3 separate regions of the Mus musculus genome follow, and all the other regions are linked to region 3. Evidence: chromatin contacts called from public promoter capture Hi-C and targeted proximity ligation data. All regions are on one chromosome and are shown on one strand. The core of a region is the stretch at or near the end of the contact, and the rest is flanking DNA. Distances in the headings are between cores, read along the strand shown.

Region 1 (2,700 bases), core at 177-2,676, 1.6 Mb after region 3:
TTCCTTGAGCCATCTCTACCATTCAAGTGATGCTTTGCCCGGAGGTTCCTTGTTGCCGGTGGTCCCTGTCTGCCTGCTAGGCCCAGCTGCGATGTCATCTCTAGGAACCTTTCCCAGGATGTGTCGTCTTCACCCCAGGGAGATACTCACCTCTGGGAAAAATCTCAAGGGTTTGCCCTGGGTTTGCCTCTCATATTCTGGATATGGGGAAGCCCACCCACCTGGAAGCATGGTGACCCTCCCTGGTGGCCTGGACCTGGCCTTGAGGTTCCCACCCAGTCAATGCCTTAGGGCAGTCCTTCCATGGTTTATGAATGAAGCTCCCCCAATTTACACAAAGTAGCCATTCCAGGTCTGCAGTCCAGCCAGGCAGAGGCAGGAGATCTGCAGCAAGAGCCAGAACAAAGAGTCAGGAACACCAAGCGCCCTTACCTCATGCTCTCTCCAACTGTGTCTATTCTGAGTCCCACAGAGCCTCTCCCACCCTCTGCTTAGGCGATCACTGTCCCACCCAGAATGCTTCAGCATCCTCACAAGATCTTTGGTCTACTTGCCAACAACAACCTGTCTCCTCAGCCCCTTCTTCATGGTTGGTCTCTGACTCCTATATGACTTTTTCCCTGATGTTATCTTTAAACTTTTATTTTATTTTAGACAATCTTACTCTATTGCCCTGACTTCGAACCTGCTTTGTAGATCAGGTTAGCCTTGAACTCACAGAAATCTTGAAGGCATTCGCCATCACACTTGGCCCTATATTTTTATATAGATTGCTGTTTTGCCTGCATGGGTCTTTACCACAAGTGTACCTGGTATACCTGTGCCAGGGGAAGGCTCTCAGGTAACCTGGAACTAGAGTCACTGGCAGTCGTGAGCCACCATGTAGGTGCCAGGAATCGAACCAAGGTCCTCTGGAAGAACAGCAAGTGTTCCTCACAGCAGACCATCTTTCCAGCACCATAACTAGCTTGTTCTCTGGTTGGAATATTACTTCCTTCAAAGAGTTTTCCTGGGAAGTTTGCCCTCCCCGCAGGCTGCTCCCTGGTAGTTTGTCAGCAGATTTCTTATGGGAGCAGCAGGAGAGGACAAACCTGTGTCTGTCATCTTCCCTGGTGTCTGAATGAGTGATGCATATGTGACCAAGGAGGCGTGACTTTGCGTACGTTCGTGTGAGGATCTCTCCAGGCTTTTCTCACCCAGTCAGTCTTCTCACCACAGTGTCTTCCTCCGCCCACCCCCAGTGCCCGGCTGCCATGTCTTGCCCCAGAAACTGGGCGTGCTGTGGCTCACCTCCCTCATTCACGTTCATTCTAGTCATCTCAGCCGCCTACCCACGCAGCACCTCCTCCCCGCCACGCCCTTCGCAGCCCCTCCCTGGTGCCACTGGTGGCTTAGCCTACTCCCTCACCTTCCCAGACTCAGTGCCATGCTATGGGGAGTCTGAAACCATGGGCCCGATACCTGCTCCTGCTTATGGCCCACCTGCTGGCCATGGGCCTTGGGGCTGTGGTGCTTCAGGCCCTGGAGGGCCCTCCAGCTCGCCACCTCCAGGCCCAGGTCCAGGCTGAACTGGCTAGCTTCCAGGCAGAGCACAGGGCCTGCTTGCCACCTGAGGCCCTGGAGGAGCTGCTAGGTGCGGTCCTGAGAGCACAGGCCCATGGAGTTTCCAGCCTGGGCAACAGCTCAGAGACAAGCAACTGGGATCTGCCCTCAGCTCTGCTGTTCACTGCCAGCATCCTCACCACCACCGGTAGGCACTACCACCACTACCACCAAGCAAACCAGGAGGAGGACCCAAGAGCTCTAGGGTGCAAGCCCTTCCCCCACCCCAAAGCTCCAGACAAAGCCACGGCTCTATCAGACCTGACATCACAAGTGGGGCTCCCCACACAACACACCCCAACTGGTGCCTCCACTTAAGCTGCCAGGAGGGGTGTGGCCTCCCCAGCCCCGCCCCTCAGCACTCTGCATCCAGCAGAGAAACCCGGGTCACATAGGCCTGAAGCCAGACAGAGAATACATCTGGGTGGGATAGACTCTTGGCTAGAGAGATGCTGTAGGAAGCACAGCTTAGAGCCGCCCTCGAGGAAGTCTGAGGGGAGGAAGTGGTGATGATGTGCTCAGAGCCCAGTGAACAGGGTGCAGAAGTAGGTCGGGTTAGCGAAATTCCTGGCTAAGAGAACAGATGTGCTTAGGCACAGAACTAGTCCTAGGGGGTTGGTTTTGTTTCATTGTCCTGCTAATAGTCTAAATACTTTTCAAAGTGAAATATGTATCTCTAACTTCCTTTCCAATTGGCTGGAGCAGGATGGAGCCTGCCTCTAGACCACATGGCCGCTGGCCCACCCAGTCTTCACTACACTCTTACCTCACAGCTGACTCCTAGGAGCTTTGGCCTTTGTAACCCATGGACCCTGCTGATCTTGTTCTCCCAGCATGCCCCAGTCTCCTACCTCTCCCTTTCTTGCTCCCTGCTTCTCTGGCTCTAAATGCTGTCTCTCGTGCATGCTGCCTCTTTTCAGAACGTCTTGTTCCCTTGCCTGCTTCCCTCCCATAACCCAGAGCCCGGGCAGATACACATTTGGGGAAAGAAGGCGGATGGCATGCCACAGGTTGAAGATTTGGAAATAATGGTAAAAATAAGAACTGACAAACCCAGGAAGTCAGGATCTGGCTGGGGAGACATTAGTTGTGGAGCGC
Region 2 (2,700 bases), core at 6-2,505, 1.5 Mb after region 3:
ATCCTTTTTTAAAGAGCATCTTCTGTAGTTCTGGATGGGTTCAAACTATGTAGAGGAGGATGACGTTGAACGTCTGACCCCATGAGCGCTGGGATTACTGGAGCATCCTGGAGTCAGAGATCAAATCCCAGCTTCCTGCAACGTTATGCAAAAACTACTGAGTTCTCATTTCTAGCCTTTACTTTTTAGTAAGGACGCTGGTATTCATATTAACTTAAATTGTAACTATATGTGTTTTTACAAGTGGTTCATGTGAGGACCAATGATGGCTGTGTGCCATTAATTGGAGATTATATTCATTCTGTCGCCTTGACATCCGCCCTCGCAAAATATTAAACTGCTTTTTCTAATCTGCGCCAAGTGAGAAACTGAAATGAGTGGGAGGGGCGTAACTATTTTCACTTTTGTCTTCCTGTTTTTTTCAGAGCCTGGGAAAGCAATTCAGAATTTCCAATCTTTTCCAATTCCCACATGATTTCCTAATTTAGAGAAAATAAGTCTTTCTCTGAGTGCTGAAACCTCCTGTGGCCCGGGAGGCGCCTCCTCCTTCTGGCATAGTGGAGGCAGCCTGATGTGTTGCGTCCTCCGGCCAGAGTCCCCACACTCAATCTGCACACCTGCCCTTGGCTTAGATGGCAATTTTTGCTCCCTACAAACGCTTTCCTCATTGGAGCCTGGACTCCTGGGAGGCCTTGAAGGAGATGTTCACGGTGTGACCCTAGCTGGTTCCGGAGATCCCTAAAGATCTAAACCTTAGCAGACAGCACCTATGTGTGCAGACGAAGCCCTGGGGCTCTTCCAGCACTCATGGCTCTCAGGGACTCTTAGAGGTACAGGTGTCTGCCTAGTCCTCGGTCTGCCCCTCTACCCTAAGGCCTGTCGGATGCAGCACGCTCGCTCCGCGAAGCACTCCTGCGCGCAGCCGGATCTAGGTTGGGGAGCATGTGGCCCGTAGCACGCGGGTCCCCAGAAGGCCCCTGCACGCTTAGGAAAACGTGTGGAATTCAGTCACTGGCCTCCGCGGGAGCAGCAGGCCTGGGCCTCTCCCTGCGCAGGGCGAATGGCCGCAGCCTGCCACCAGCCCTGGCTCGGCTCCAGTCCCGGCCAGGGTGACATCACCAAACTCCTGAGATCAGAGCGGGGCGGGGAACGGGACCCGAAATCCCCTAAAAACAGAGTGAGTAATCGCGGGCCCGCCCTCCAGGCGGGGCCGGGAACGGGACCGGGACCCCGAGCGAGCCGCGCTGCGGAGCTTGTAGTCGGGCCGGCCTCGGGACAAACAGCCTCGGCGTCCTCCCGCCGCGCTGCGGTGTCCCCGCCCGCGCGCCCGCCGCACACCTTCCGCGCCCAGCGTGAGTCGCGCACCTGCTCTCGGCCCCCCACGCGCGGCGGTGGCGGTGGCGGCGGCTCAGCGCGCAGGCGCGGCCGGATTCCGGGCAGTGACGCGACGACGGGCGCGCGCCGCGCATTTCCGCCTCTGGCGAATGGCTTTACTTTAGCGCGCCGTGGGCTCAGCTGCGACCCCGGCCCCGCCCCCGGGACCCTGACCATGGACGGTGAGGCTGCCCTCTGGCTCGGGGGATGGCTGCCCTAGAGCTCCGGGGCCTGCGGCGGAATCTCCCCCCTCCCCGCGCCGTCTTCCGCCCCTTTCTGCGCCGCGGGTTGCTGCGCAGGGAGCGGCAGGCCGGATGGTGGCACGGGGCGGGGCGGGCTGCGAGGGGGTCTGACTCAGTTACCCCTCTCAGTGGAGGGCGCCTTGACTCAGTGTCCCTCCTGGGTGGGGGTACGGGTGAATCTTGACTCCGTTTCCTCCGGCTCCCCCCACCCCCGTGTCGATGCGATTAGTTCTGGCTTCCTTTCCGTGTAAGGAAGAAAGTATCTGACTCAGTTTCCCCAGAAGAGGAGAGGAGGGTATTACCCCCTCCTCAGTGTCACTTATGAACGTAAAACAGGCACTGACTCAGTTTCCCCTGGCAAAGGAATGCCTCTGTGTCCCCTTTCTCTAGTTCCCCGGCCTCTGTCAGGGCAGGTTTCAGGGTCTTGGCTCAGTTTTCTTGGAAGGGAGGGAGCTTGGCTCTGTCAGGCCTTCGCAGGTGAGGGTGGGCACTGGAGTTTATTGACAATGTGCCTTGTCTTTCCCTTTCAGATCTGTTTCCCCTCATCTTTCCCTCAGGTAAGTTGGACCATCCATCCTCAGTAGTCAGGGGCTGTCCTGGAGTCGGGGCCGTGGGGATAGCACCTGATGGCTGACTGTGTCACCCACAGAGCCAGCCCAGGCTTCTGGGCCTTATGTGGAGATCATCGAACAGCCGAAGCAACGGGGCATGCGATTCCGCTATAAATGCGAGGGGCGCTCAGCGGGCAGTATTCCTGGCGAGAGAAGCACAGATACCACCAAGACACACCCCACCATCAAGGTAAGCAAGAGCCCCCAGGGGTGTCGCTGGGACACAGATGTGGTGGAACGCACTGTGCAGCCCCAGCAGACTTGCCTCCTGGTCACCGTGCCCTGTGTCTAAGAGCCAGATTAGGGATTGCTGGCCACTAGAGTACTCTGTACTTTGGACAGATCAATGGCTACACAGGACCAGGAACAGTTCGAATCTCCCTGGTCACCAAGGATCCACCTCACCGGCCTCATCCACATGAACTTGTGGGGAAGGACTGCCGGGATGGCTACTATGAGGCTGACCTCTGCCC
Region 3 (2,700 bases), core at 136-2,635:
TGAGTGTTGGAAGCCCAAATGGTACCACGCCTACAGCTCATAGAAACAGCAAACAAGATGCATGTGGAAACCATTAGCACTGAGTGGAAAAATGGAAAAATGTAAACAACAGAATGCACTTGATACAGGAGCCCATGTTTGTACACTGCAAACACATCCATACAGAAGACAATGCCACGTAAGAGCCAGGCTGGGTTGAAACTCAGTGAGGCCAGGTCTTGGGAGAAGAAGGGGAGGGGAGGAAGATGGGGATGGAGGGAATGGGGGGGGGGGAATGAATGACCACAACTAGAGAGGAGCCTCTTTAACCATAAAATGAGAAGTTGGGTTGACTCAGTTCTTTATGGGAGATCATAAAATGTGAGGGCGGTTGGACGTGGAGGAGGGCAAACACTTTGTAAGCTAGAAAGATATGGGTTCAAATTTCAGACGTAGCACTTTGACAAACTGCCACCGATATTTACTATTATTTATACATCTATTCAGTTCCAAACACTCCTGAGCACTGAAGAGAAAGCAGTACTATAAAAGCTAAGGCAAAAAGATCAGGAATTCAAGGCCAGAGTGAGCTAAATAGGGAGCTCCTCTTCCAAGAAAACCAAAAAAAAAAAAGAAAAAAAGATAGAAGGGAATGCAGACTCAGTGCTAGAAAGATTGTTTTTTAATCACTTTAGCTGCCCCATGTATTCTGAATTGGAGAAAACAATATAAGCTCTGAGCCTCAGTGTCCACATCTGAAAAATGACAAGGACACCCCTCCATTGGAAGCTGTGGTGAGTAGGATGGAGGAACAGGTCCAAGAGTTTCTATGGCACTGGAGTGCGGACTGGAATCCAGGCTACCTCATGAGGTTTGAGCTGCTGGGCAGAGAAAGCAACCACACACACACCTCACACCCCTGGGCAGAGAAAGCAACCACACACACACACACACACACACACACACACACCACGCAACCACACACACACCTCACACCCCTGGGCAGAGAAAGCAACCACACACACACACACACACACACACCACACACACCCCGTCACACACACACACACACACACACACACACACACACCACACACACCCCGTCACACACACACACACACACACCACACACACCCCGTCCCTCCGTCCCCCCTCCTCCCCTCCCCCCTCCCTTACAAGCACAAGCTTAGATCGGTCCTGGTCACAGCCGGGGCTGTCGCTCACCAAGGGAACCTCTGGGGGGCGCCGCGAGTCCCGCTACCCGCGAGACTCTGACGCGATCCCGAAGCAACTCTGCATTCTGCTGCTCAGGCCTGCAGAGGAGGAGCGGGCAAGGGCGGGGCGGTTGTAGAGGGCAGATCTTCGCTCCCAGGGAGACGGGGCGGGCCCTGTGAGGGCGGGCCCTGTTTGGTGGGCGGGGCCGTGGCGGGCTCAAATGGCGGCGGCGCTGGGCGCCTAGGCCGGCGGGGGCCATGAGCGCCGCCCGGCCCCCAGTTTAGCATCGATGATGCCTTCGAGCTGACCCTGGAGGACGCGGGGCCTGAGCCCGAGTCCAGCGGGGTCGCCCGCTTCGGGCCGCTGCACTTCGAACGCCGGGCTCGGTTCGAGGTGGCTGATGAAGACAAGCAGTCCCGGCTACGCTACCAGGTGAACGGCCCTGCTCGTCTCACCCTCTTGTCCAGGATAGGGCGGAACCCCAGGCCGGGCCCCGGAGAATTCTAACTCCGGAGCCTCTGCCTAGAGACCCCAGCGGAGCGGAAAATTGTCCCCTAGACGTGTCTGCTCATCCAGATTTATGTCCTTGCCCTCTGAGCTCTGAGTTCGGTTCCAGTGCAGCTGTGGAGAGCCGGAAACTCGGACTAGGAACCCAGGCCTTAGCAACAGTGTAGAACCCACCTGTCTTGAAGACTGACACCCCAATATCACTCCGAGGAGTTTGGGGAGTACTTCCAATCTGAACCAGACCTTGTCGATATTTACAGCATCCCTTGAGCCCCAGATCACGTGACCTATGGAGCCTCCGCATCCCCTCTGCTTTGAGAATCACCCTAAAAGTGGAGGTCCCCACACATGATGTGTTTGCCCATCTCTTCATACTAAACCACACCATAAATCATTGTCTCAGGTAGCTTCCCCCAACCCTATCGTTCTTTAGGACGTAAGACCCAGAGGCCTGTGCTATGCTATACCAAATCCAAAGTCTCTATGTTGGGTCCCTGAAAAATCCTGAGAGCCTCATTTGAGTGGTCACCTGCTCCTGGGATCCATGCTGGCAGCCCACCCCTGCTGGATTCTGTGCTGAAGCCCCCAACAGCCACCTACTTCCTACCCAGGTTTTGGTTTCTGAATCATCAAACCGGTTCCGCTGGGAGGGCAGGGAGAGGCAGGAGAGCAGCTGCCAGATGTGCCAGGCAGAAGCTGTCAGGCTGCCTTTCTCCTCCCCCCAGAGGGCAGTGGAAAGGCCCATTCCTGAAGCTTATCTGAACCTTATGTCCTGTAACAGAACCTGGAAAATGATGAGGACGGAGCCCAGGCCTCTCCGGAGCCGGATGGGGGAGTCAGCACCAGGTCAGGGCCAGGTGGGGACCCACCCTTCTTATCCCAGGCCCCGTGTCTCAGGCTCCTGTCTGCAAGGACCTGCCCAGTCCCAACCAGATGCACTTACCTGTCTTACAGGGATTCCTAGCCCTGCTTCTCTCATGGGATCTGCTGTCCAGCTGG

The links. Promoter capture Hi-C pulls out the DNA fragments that hold promoters and counts their contacts.
Region 1: a promoter capture Hi-C map of liver shows a contact between it and region 3, with 4 times the contacts expected there. A contact is called at or near these places in 2 of 39 promoter capture datasets (cranial neural crest and liver) and 1 of 484 Hi-C or Micro-C datasets (muscle stem cells).
Region 2: a contact with region 3 is called in a targeted proximity ligation map of pancreatic cancer cells. A contact is called at or near these places in 1 of 39 promoter capture datasets (liver) and 1 of 130 datasets of targeted methods (pancreatic cancer cells).

Annotation. Positions count from the first base shown.
Region 1 is chr19:5,703,045-5,705,744 of GRCm38.p6, forward strand. It overlaps Kcnk7 (potassium channel, subfamily K, member 7), which reads left to right and starts at 1,427. Exons shown (of 3, transcript NM_010609.3): 1 at 1,427-1,750. The coding sequence starts at 1,432.
Region 2 is chr19:5,636,286-5,638,985 of GRCm38.p6, forward strand. Rela (v-rel reticuloendotheliosis viral oncogene homolog A (avian)) reads left to right here and starts at 1,256. Exons shown (of 11, transcript NM_009045.5): 1 at 1,256-1,556; 2 at 2,147-2,173; 3 at 2,266-2,417; 4 at 2,570-2,700. The coding sequence starts at 1,550.
Region 3 is chr19:4,124,575-4,127,274 of GRCm38.p6, forward strand. It overlaps Tmem134 (transmembrane protein 134), which reads left to right and starts at 1,386. Exons shown (of 8, transcript NM_001078649.1): 1 at 1,386-1,466; 2 at 1,468-1,626; 3 at 2,483-2,547. The coding sequence starts at 1,452. It also overlaps a transcript of Aip not described here.